Linked DNA regions of Sus scrofa: region 2 is linked to region 1. The links are chromatin contacts, called in public Hi-C maps. All regions are on one chromosome and are shown on one strand. The core of a region is the stretch at or near the end of the contact, and the rest is flanking DNA. Distances in the headings are between cores, read along the strand shown. Region 1 holds the start of ADD3 (gamma-adducin). Region 2 overlaps MXI1 (max-interacting protein 1).

The links. Hi-C and Micro-C count contacts between places; a contact is called where the count stands out from the background.
Region 2: a Hi-C map of skeletal muscle shows a contact between it and region 1, with 2.8 times the contacts expected there. The contact joins the enhancer-like site here to the promoter of ADD3 in region 1. A contact is called at or near these places in 5 of 47 Hi-C or Micro-C datasets (alveolar macrophages, blood, epiblast stem cells and 2 more).

Annotation. Positions count from the first base shown.
Region 1 is chr14:120,447,729-120,453,599 of Sscrofa11.1, forward strand. It overlaps ADD3 (gamma-adducin), which reads left to right and starts at 3,693. Exons shown (of 15, transcript XM_001924738.5): 1 at 3,693-4,014.
Region 2 is chr14:120,654,734-120,660,604 of Sscrofa11.1, forward strand. The region is part of intron 1 of MXI1 (max-interacting protein 1); the gene reads left to right. Among named protein-coding and RNA genes, the nearest start is that of MXI1, 14 kb to the left of the region's middle. Within about 2 kb of position 2,633, at least 35 of the 83 cell types and tissues checked have an H3K27ac peak or open chromatin away from gene starts, as enhancers often do. A contact at or near this core is called in skeletal muscle, where this site is marked.

The DNA.
Region 1 (5,871 bases), core at 2,443-4,942:
CTTAAACAGTTGTATAAGGACCTGTCAGGTATTTAGCTGAGGTAATTCTTTAAACCATATAGGTTACATAGTGCTAATAAAATATGTTGATGAATCCTTGAGTATTGCCCCGATTTATGTCTCCTTGGGGAGTGGCGAACTCATTAACATGGTTTCCATATCAGTTCTTCCTGCTTTGCTGCTGGAGTACTTTCCAGACTGGCTTGGCACAAAAGTGTGATCAAATCATAAGTAGCATGGCTGAGTTTCAAACTGAATGGTTCACCTAACCCCACTGATTGAATATATGACATTACATAGTATGAAAAGGTGGTTGTTCTTCGCTGAGTTTACTTTTCTGTCTGAGAGCTTTAAAAGGTAAATTTGGGGGAAGGGGATGGAGGAGTGCCCTCTACATAAATTCTTAGCTCTTCATGTTGCCTGTGCTAGCTGAGAAGTTGTTAAATTGGGAGCCGCAGGGTGCAGGTGTAAGCATGCGCTCAGAGGGAGCGAGAGAAACCTGTTTGCCTTCTAAAACAATAAGTAGTAAAACAGGTTGTTTAGGGTAAAGTCCCTTGAACTCGGTAATTGATTTTAAATACATCTGCCTATTATAATACCTTCTATTTACAAAGTGCTTTGAAAAGTTCAAAGCATTTTTACCTTTATTATCATTTGAGCTTCATAACTACCCTATGAGTTAGAGACAGCAGATATTATAATCCACCACCACCACTTAAAAGATGGCTAAACTGAAGCAAAAGCATGTCAAGAAACTTGTCTGAGGTCACATAACCAGTTGGTTTCACAACTAGAACTAGAGCACCAGGATTTTGAAACCTAATCCTGTGCTTTCCTGGCAGAGTGTCTCTGGCTACTGCTTTATCTACCCAGAGTTCATGTGGAGATTTGTGGTTACAGTTTAATTGGAGAATACAAATCGGGCATACCTAAAGAGCTCTACAGAAGGGAGATTGTTTCTCTTAGATCATGACTGTGTTGGAAGGGGGGGGGGGTAAAGAATGAAGTCAGTTGTTTTAGACAGTGCAAACTACAAACAAACAAAAACACTCTGTAATCAGTTTCTGAATATTTGGGGAGCTATTCATTCATTAATTTGTGTATTCATTTTTTTAAAGTATCTTTTAAGTGCCTTTATATGAGAGATTGTGCTCAGTACTTTGGGGAAGATACAAAGAAATGCATTTAATTTTAAGGGGTTCCTTCAAATTATACAAATAACAGCTATTTTATTCATTGTCCATTACCACCTGGTAGAAGAAATGAAATGCCTTCCTTTCAGAAGAGCAAGACAAATAAAAATGGATGAAGAAACAGGGCAACTAATTTCCTTCAATTCTACTCCTGTAGAAGGGTTTAAAAAAAAAATCTAGGTACACAAAACACCAAGTTTGCTATGTCATCTAATCTAAGGTAATGCCCCTTTGAGACTAGGGAGAATGGGCTTAGGTTAGTGCCAGGTTCCTTATCAGGAATACAAGATCAGGATTTAAGGAAAAATGTTAGTATCTAGACCCAAAAGCAACTTCCAAAAATCATCTCTGAAGGCCAGAATTAAGTCTCGCCAATACTTAACCCTACCTGGATCCAAACGCACTTTTCCTCCTGGCAGCTTAAGCATGCAGACAAAAGGTAACAGAGGTGCAATGGGTGCAAGAGGCAAGTGGCAGTGTTGAAGGGTCTGTCATTTGGGTGGAAGATAAGTAAGAGTTTGCAAGTGTTGAGAGTTTCCTTAGAGGTCACTTAAATCTCTCTCTCTCTCTCTCTCTCTCTCTCTCTCTCTCTCTCTCTCTCACACACACACACACACACACACTTCCCTAGACAAATTTCTTTACTTTCTAGCATAAACACCTCCAAACCTGAAGGCAAAATTTGTGTTAATATTTACACATATTATAAGCACTTGTTTGATATATATTTTTAGTTTATACTACATGTACACAAATGGTGTCATTGAGTGAAACCACTTTTTTTTTTTTGCTGTGACAGGTCTTGCTCAGCCCCCACTATGGGTTTGTGAAACATTGTGTATGCTCATATGTGTTGTTATTTGTCTTGTGTGTGAATAGTGGAGACTGAGTTAAGTCCCCTGTGTCCCATATTACTCCTCTGGGTTTCCATTTTTTCCACTTGTGAAATTAGAGTTGGAGTCAGTGAGCTCTAAACTGTTCCAACTCTACCATCTGACGTTGTACCAGTTTTTAAAATACACCGTTAAACATACATTTTGTACTCCACTCAGTCAGTATCCTTAACCAAATTGGTCATAGTTGGGTACAAAATCATAAGTCAGATAAAACTAAGTTTATTCACTTTACAAAAAGATATTTGATTTGCAAAATAATTTCAGAATAGTGGAAAATAACAAAATCTGGCTATACATTTAAAATATAGATTTATTTATTTATTTCTTCTTCTTCTTCTTCTTCTTCTTTTTTTTTTTTTTTAGGGCTGCACCTGTGGCATATGGAAGTTCTCAGGCTAGGGGCTGAATTGGAGCTACAGCTGCTGGCCTACACCACGGCCACAGCAATGCCAGATCCGAGCTACCTCTGAGACCTACACCACAGCTTGCAGCAACACAGGATCCTTAACCCACTGATTGAGACCAGGGATGGAACTCGAGTTCTCATGGGTACTAGTCGGGTTCATTACAGCTGAGTCACAAGGGGAGCTCTCTATATTTATTTTTAATCCAAGTTTTTAGGAAAAGTAGTGTAGAGTCAGACATACATGCATTAAATAATGAAAATATAAACATTTAAATGTCATAAAATCATAGTATTTTGGAATGTGAAAGGAAATCTCAACCCAATATCCTTATTCTACAATTTAGGGAACTATGAAACAGAAAAGTTTATTTACTTGGTCAAGAGCACATAGGTAGTTAACAAAGGCTGTGCCAAAAAAATCAATTGCAGGATATTTTCTGCATTTTTCTCTATTTATATTTTGGGTCCACACCTCCTCATTTACCTGTGAAGGAAAAAAATCACAGATGTTCACTGCTCAAATTTAAATATTATTTAAAATAAAACAAAGTTATAATGCAGACTCCCAAGTTCCTCATGTGTAGACACATCACATTTTAATAGTGTAAATAGTAGATTTGCAGGCATTTAAAGTAATCTACTTGAGTTCTTAATTTTGCTGAACTCTGCCACTGAAATAGCATAGTACCCTGCTACTATTTTCTAAAACTATTTCAGATATTTTTGTTTTTCTATAAATAATATTATTTGATAACTACACCTTGATCTCTGTCAATAATATATTTTCTTTTCTTTTTTTATTGAAGTAGAGTTGATTTACAATGATATATTCTCTAATACATTCATTGAAATTCCAGATATGCTTATAAGTGTAAGACTTTACTCCATTGCCCCCAATCATGTGTTTTATTATTTTTCACGTTCTTGTATTAAATAGTAAATAACCTCCCTTTAAATAGTTATCACTTTAGTGCAATGATTAGAAATTAAATATTAACACAAAATACTAGTCAGTTTCAAGGCACATCACTTTATTTTTGCCATGCACCCCAGAGTTTGCAGTTAGCAGGGCTCTTTAAAACTAATGCTTCTAGCATTTCATTGACTCACACTAAATTGGTCCCTAGATCACCCAGTTAATTTTAACCTTGACCTCCCACAGCTGTATTGCCTTACTCAGCCCAGAAAAACTCCCTGCTTCCACCCTTTCTGCCTCTTATGAAGCAATAGTGCAGAGGAAAAACAAAACCCATTCCTTTAAGAAAGATTCCGCCTCCTCTCTTTTAAGCAAGCGCCTAATGCTAATTGTGGAGTCTCTACTAAAGTCACACACTTTACTACTCAGCATTGGGAGAAGCTGCTGCTGCTGCCGCTGCAGCTGTTACCGCTGCCGCTGCAGCCGCCGCCGCCACCGCGGGTCTGAGGCTGCAGTAGGTTTCTGTGCAGCATTGCAGATCCACACCTAGAAGACACACGCGTCTACTACGCTGGACACAAGAAAGCCTTAGATCCTCAGTGGGTAAGCAAATCTTTTATCCATTTTGTCCAGAAACTGTGGGAAAGAGAGTGATCATGGAAAGGATTGCTCATCAGACATGCTTAAGATGGATTATGTTAATTTGTCTCCCTTTTTGGGGGGGGGTCCTAGATTTGTGACTAGCAAATGCCCTGTATAGGGGAGACTATTGTCTGATACGTGCCCTTAACATACTTTTGGGGGGCTGTTCATAAAAAGGTAACCTTAATGAATTGCCAAGCTTTTCATTCTCTGCTTTTTAAATGCAAGAAAACATCCAGCCACTCCCAATATTTCTCTCAAATACTGCAGATATTTTAAAATCCCAAATAAAATGACAGGCAGAACATTTTCTAAATATTTTCTACCCAAAGCCAGGAAGCCTTCCCCACGATCCTTTAGGGGTATCTAAAAACCATAAGACATCGTTAGATTTTGAGCATATGGGAGATGGTGGTAGACTAAAATTTCTTAAGGTTTAGTCCAGTGCAGAGAGAAAATAAGGATAAATGAATCACAGTTTGGGCCAAGACAAGATTCATTTTCCACACTTCATATGTGGGAAGAGGAAACTACATTTTAATTAGCACATTTTTAGGGAGGAGGGAGGGGATGAAGATGAGGGGGATGGCATGAAGTATTTGAGGGGGAAGAGAAGAGTCTGCAGAAGAGGAAGGAAATGAAATGGAGTGTTGCCAATGCCTTGGAAACGAAGAGAGATAAGGGTGGGGAATGAAGTTTGTTGTGTGTGTTAGGGTGGGGTTGACCCAAGGGACCATGAATAACCAGAATGGCGCTCAGCCGGGCGTGCTTGGGAGTGGATTCGTGCCTGTGGAGGACATGTACGCCAGAGGGATGTGCAAGTCGTGGGTGGCAGAGAAAAGTGTGCGTTGCTGGGAGGTCTATTTCTAGAGTAGGTCGTGTCTGGGAGGTGGGGGGTGGGCGGCCCTAGTGTCACCTGTGGATGGATCCACAGCCCTGCAATTGCGTGTTGCAAAGTTTACCCGCCCCCAAATTCATTTTGAAGGCTGGCGGTGCTTTGACTTTTCACCTCCCAGAGGTCAGCTGTCATAAGGTCTCAAGGCCAGGAGCCAAAGTGGGGATGAGACCCTTGATACCCATCAAGTAAGCAGGATTGAGAGAGCGCCTGCCCTGCCCCTCTGAGGAGGTGAGTAGAGGGAGGAGGCGCCCCCATAGGCAACTATGATGAGAATACCCAGGCCTCTCCTATGGGGGGCGTGCGGAGGTTGAACCTTAGCAGTGGCCTCCTGCTGAAGACCCAGCAGCCAGTGGCTAACTAAGAGCTGTGGCTTAGCCTCAGGATTAGGAGCTCTCTCAGGTTAGGGAGGGCGACATTTCCGAGGCGCCCCTCCTCCCCGCCTCTAGTCGGGTTTGCGTAGGAGTCGTTTACACCTCCGACCCTCAGGGGACGCCGCGGATCGAAGCTGCATAGCCACAGAAGGACGCTGAAAAGATGCTAGACTGCTGTCCCCGCCAGGCCCTCCCAGGGGCCGGCCAATAAGCCCCAGCGACCGTGTCTTCTGTGACACTCTACTGGCGGGCCGGGTGGGGGCTTCAGGGGGTGGGACCAAGGCTCTGGAGGGGAGTACGGGACCACGAGGGGCGGAGCCTTGGGAGGCGGGGCCAGGAGTGTCCCAAGATTCCGAGGGGCGGGGCCAGGACGCTCGGGGGCCCGAGGGGCGGGACCAGGGGCGCTCGGGGGCTGCGAGGGGCGGGCTTGGGGGTGGGGCCAGGGGCGCTTGGGGGCCTAAGGGAGGGGCCTTAGGGGCGGAGCCAGGGGGCGCTCGGGGGGCGCTAGGCCAGTCCCGCCAGAGCCCGAGCAGCCTGCCGGTAACGGTC
Region 2 (5,871 bases), core at 1,383-3,882, 210 kb after region 1:
GAGAGCTTGTTAGAGATGGGCCTCCCAGGTCCTACCCCAGAGCTGCTGAATCTGAATCTGCATTTTGCCACAATTCCCAGCTGATCTGTACGCTCCTTAAAGTTTGAGAAGCTGGCCTGCGGGGCCCTTGTGAGCACGCTGATTCCCCCACCTGACCTAAGCTACAGCTGTACCTCATTTATTATTTATCCCTTATCTCACTTATTACAGGTTACCATGATTTTACTGGTTCACCATTAGTCTGTCAGGCTAGAGTACAAGCACCTTGAGCGCAGAGACCAGTAGTTTTGTTCATTATTTCCTTTAGCATCTAGGTTAGTGCCCAGCACATAATGGATGCTTGAGGAATATCGGCTGAGTGAATGATGAGTTCTCTGACTTTTAACCTTCTGATCTAATGTTTTATCAACAAGGGGACTATTGAAAAGACAGTTCTTCTTGAGCAGATTAGTCTAGAATACTGCAGGATTTAACATCCTTGGTGCCTACTCACTAAATGCCAATAGAACGCCCCAGTCATTGTGACACTCAAGAAACACACCCCTACAAATCTCCAAAGCCTCCTGAGAGGATAATATTACCCCAGTTGAGACCATTGCCCTAACCAATTTTGCTTGACTATGTCTGATTGACATGCCCCGATGTATGCTAAGGGGTCCAAGAGTTAGAAACTCCAGGTTTGAATCCATTTGCTACATGTGTGACCTTGGGCAAATCACTTGACCTTTCTGAGCCTCATCTGGGAATCAGGAATCTCAGAGGTGTGTTGAGTGAGAGTTAAATGAACTGGTTGTACGAGTAGCACCATGCACATAGTTGGCTCTCATTATATAGCAGCTAGTAGGCAAATGGAGGCATATCATTCTAGGATCTCTGGAGAATCCCAGAATCCTCGAATCAGAATGCTGGAGCTGGAAGAGATGGCAAGATCACAGATGTCTTTGGGCAGGCAAAGGCCTGGTGTTTTACTCTAAACAACGTTACCTGAGGCTGAGAACTCAGCCACAGGCAGCAGGACTTAGTATGATTTCGTGTCCAGGGCCTGGCTGGGCCTAAGAGTGACCTCCACAAGTTTCTGCTGCCTGGAAGGGAATGGTGATGCCCAGAGGTAGAGGCAGCACAACTGTAGGCAGGCTCCTGGCAGAGGAGGGAGGATTACCCAGGGCTGTGGCAAGAATGTGGGGCATTCTCTTAGCAGCTGGGGAAAGTCGCTGATAATTGTTTTTTGTTTTTTAAGGCTTTAGGATCAAGTCGCATCTAACTTTAAAAGAAGAGGTCAGTGCATCCAAAACCTGATAAGTGCAACCAAAAATTATCGTGTGTTCTTGCTTTTGAATATAGATGCAAACATTCTAAACAAAATAATAACTCATGGAATGAGCAGTGTTTTCAAGAACAACATAAAATGGCTGACCAGAATACATGCCAAAATCTATCAGTATAAATGATTATAACCACAAATTAAAGGAGAATAACACATAACTACAGCAACACATGATGAAATGTCATTTGAAAAAAGTATTCAGGAGGCATTCCTAATGAAGAAAACTACTTCCATGCAACAAAGATCATTTATCTGTGGTGGTATTTTAATTAAAGCGGTGTAGCGAGGTTGGGCCCCTGGCTTGTGGTCATCGCCAGCAGAGGCGTTGATTCTGAGACCAGCCTTTCCTTAGGGAAGAAGGAACCTAGAACAGAAAACAAAACAGAACAGGCTTTGGATCCCTTTGGAATGCAACTTGATTTTGATATTTAAAGGATTGGGGCTCTACACATTTAAAAAAGCAGAGAATGTATTTTACTTCATTTATCTACTTATTTTTAAAAACAAAAATCAGCTAGAAAAAGAATTATTAGATGGGTCCAGTGCACAGGATGAGAGTCTGTAGGCTTAAGTCTTAAACCTTGCTCCATCGGTTTGAGGAAGAGCTGTGTGGCCTTGGGTAAGTTACCATACTTCTCCGAGCTTGTTTTCTCATCTGAAAAATGGAGGTTGGATTGAGGAATCAGCTTAATGATACAAACTTCTATGAAACAAACCATGAAATGTTTTTTGCGGGGAACATTCACTTGGCATGGTCCTAGCAAAATCCTCCTGAATATCTTACCATTTGCCCCCAAGTGGGGTGCTCCCAGATAAGCAAGTCTTAGATGTGCATATTAATTGAGTCCTGCAATGCAGATTTCTTCTTGGATCCAAGTTGATGCAAAAAAGAGGGAAAGGGACTTTTGAGAGATTAACACATCCATTCTAATCACCCAAGTAGGCTGCTGTTATAAGGGCCATTTAATAAAATGTAAGAAGCCCTTTTCTAAGGGGGAAGAGATAGGCCAGGATGGAAGTCAAGTGCAGCTGTTTGAGCCTCTGCCAGTGGCCTGATCTCACCAGAAAACCGAAGTTAAAAAACAACAAACTTCCAGATTCAGTGATCTCAGATTAACACTGCCTCCCCCCCGCCGTTTCCTCCCAGCCCCCTGTCCTTCCTTTCCCTTTCTCCCCAGCTCAGGCACCTGGGTCGTGGTGCTTTTCCATGTGGTTGGGATGTCAGCTGGCAGCCCTGGCGACAGGAGCCCTGGGAGGCAGCAGCTACCTCTCGGGTTTAGCATTACGTCATCCCTTCTAGACCCAAATTTATCTCGGCTGCACACAGACCCGCAGCTCTGAGCTGCCGCTGACTCGAGGAGAGCTTACGCATGAAGTTAGGCTGACTCACTCGGCAGAAGGAAAGGTTTTCTGCTGCTCTTCACGTTTCTGGGATCCGAAGGGAGAGGCGAGGAGGAGGCTGCATTGTCCGTTTTGGAGTGGGGGATGGAAAGATGTATAACTGTTTTGGTTCTTATTTAGGAGCTCAGGACTCACTCTCCCCTGTTCTCAGTCTTGATTATTTGAAGACTCCCCCCCCACACACACCCTTATAAAGATAATTACAGAAAACTGCCCTGCGTAGTAAGCACTTTGCAGTTTCAGGGAAGTTCTCTTAAGCACCGGGTGTCACAGCACAGTGACTTTGGACGTGTACCTTAACCTCATGGCCCGGTATCCTCTTTTCATCTTCCCAGTCTGCAGAAATGATATAACACAGACCAGCCTCCTCCATTGTTCATAAATGTGCAGTAAATCCTCTGGAAATGTACATTGAGTAAATTGTGCAGGGAAAGGACCCCTAAGAATGGAGAGCTTTGCCTGTTTCCTCCAGAAGGCAGGTTGTCCCCATCCAGGGGACAATTGTAAAGCCTGGTTTAAAAAGGTGTACTTGAAGACTAGTGAAAGACCTGTGCCTTCTGTTTGATTAGCCCAATTAGCACTATTACCAGTTGCTGGTAGCAAAGCTCATTGTGGGTTTGCCAGCACTTCAGTTTAAGAAAAATATATCTGATGTACCCACCAAAATATATCTAATGTACCCACTAGTTGTAGGGCTGGGGACTCTGGAGGACTTTTTCCATCTTGAAATGATACTCCTTGGAGAGAGACACTTTAGGGAGAGGACAGAAGAGACTGTGGGTAAGGTTCCAGACTTTGGAAGCCTTGTTTTTCCTCAGATTCCCCATTTGCATTTGTAGTGCACATTAGATTTATAAGAACAAAAGAAAGGCCATGGCTGCCTCTGGGTTCTTCCAGGCTAGGCTGGTGCTGAGGGGTGGTGTGTGGGTAGCATCACTCTCCCAAGGCTAGAGCCCCAAGCTTTGTGCTGTTGGGAGACCCTTGTGGCTAATGTCCAAGCAAGAGCTCAAGGAGTCAGCCAGAGCCAGAGAAGGACATGGCACCTGCAGTTGCTCTTAGAAAAGGCTAGATATTTCTGTACAGAAAGGAGCCCTTATCATTACCTCGTCCCTTCTTCAGCATATGCAAGTTGCCTTTTGGTAATTCTCTCACTGCTTTCCATCTCCTCATCTCTCTCTTGGCCATGGCTTTAAAAGAAGGGTTGGTTAATTCATCTGAAGGTCAGCTGTGAAAGGCCAGGCACATGCAAGCACCCTGCTTTATCTTAATAACCTGTTAGGGCTAATGATGTTGGATTTAGACCCATCTTGAACCTGTGTGTATTTTCAGTTTGTACTTTTTTTTTCTTGATTGCATGTCACCTGGTTTACTTCCCATTGGGTAGACTTTCATTTGTTATAAAGCAACCTCTTTTAAGTTCCTGGGGTAGCCCTTGGCAGTTTGGGATCTGAAGCTTAACGGGGTTATGCCAGTGGTAGAAACTAACTTTCAGCCTAATAATTTCTATCCTCAGCCTACAGATGTTCTGAGTGAACAAGTATTCTTTTTAAATACTTCCATTCTTCCCCTCCCCAACATGTCCCTTGGTGAAATGTGGAGAGTGGTTGTTACAAACACCCAATGGGAGAGACCAGATCTGAAGCGACCTAGCCAACAGCTGAAAAAGCACAGTTCTCTGTTTCAAAGACTTTATAAAAAAAAATTTCTCTTGTGGCTTGTGAGCATTTCTCATTTTTGGTCTCCCCGCTTTTGATGGAACATCTATTTGGTTCTTAAATGTGGTGCCAAGTGTAATATTTAAAAGGGCTGGCAGAATTTTGCAGCTTTTTGACCTCATTGGAAATTTTGTTCACTTTGGAAAAAAAAAGGGGGGGGGAGAGCATATTAAAATGCAGCATGAAGCCCATGACATTTTTGAGAGTAACATTTTCATCTTGAGATGATATTTTCTGCAGTAGCCACTGGAATGACCACAGGGAAGGGGAAATTGTCCCCTCACCAAGAGTTTCCTGTTATTCTGGATGTCTACCAGCAGGTTAAAAAAAATCAGCGTGGGGGAAAGTTATAGATGTTTACACAATTCCCAGCTTGCTCCTAAAAGCATTCAACAGTTATGACCCTCTTGCCCCTCCTCACCCTAGACCAGAGGTTCTCAATCAGGGGTGATTTTTGTGCCCCAAGAAACATTTGGCAATGTCTGGAGACATTTCTGGTTGTCACACCTGAGTTGGTGGTGTGCTACTGGCATCTAGTGGGTAGATGCCAGGGATCTTGCTGAATATTCTGCAGTGCACAGGTCTTCCCCCCCCCCCCCCCGCCAAGTAAAATTATTCACCCAAAATGTCAACAGCGCTGAGGTTGAGAAACTCTGGTGTAGACTTTGAGGACTTGTTGGATTGGGAACTTGGAAAGACAGTGGTGGTAAGAGCAGCCATTGGCAGTCTTTTAATGTGGTCCTGCTCTCTTTAGCCTCTGCTTTCCGTTTCCTCTCTGTGGAGGAGAAGGAGAGGAAGCAGTCATGATAGCTTCCATTTATTGAGTGCCATGTACTAAGTGCTGGATTTATTTCAGTTAATTTTCACAATAAGCCCTAATGACTATACACTCCTCGAGAGCAAGGTCTATATCTGTTTCTTTCATTACTGTATACATTATGGCTAGTACAGTGCCTGGCACATGGCAACCCTCAATGTTTGGATAAACATATACAGGAGAATGATGAGGCCTGACAGGTGGTGTAAGTAGCAGAGTCAGGATTTGAACCGATCCCTCTGTGGCTCCAGCACCAAATCATTTACTCATTGAATTATATCCTTCATTTGCAGCACCAGAGAGGTTTTCCCAGCCTCTGAAATCACGAGCGAGGGGCTGCGGGAGGAGAAAGGAGTTTTTAAAAAGTAAGATTAAAAAAACCAAAACACTACCTTTGTGAAAACTGAGGTATTAAAAGAGCCTTATGGAAGCCCTCTCTGGCTCTTGATAGGATCACCCCTTGTTTCTGAACAGGGATTTCTGGTTTTTCAAGTATTTCTCTGTGTGGTGTCCAGGCCGCGCATTCTGCAGATGGGGAAACTGAGGCACAGAAGGTACATGAGAAAGGAGTAGATAGGAAAAAAAAAGAAAGTAGCAGAGAACTGGAATGTGGC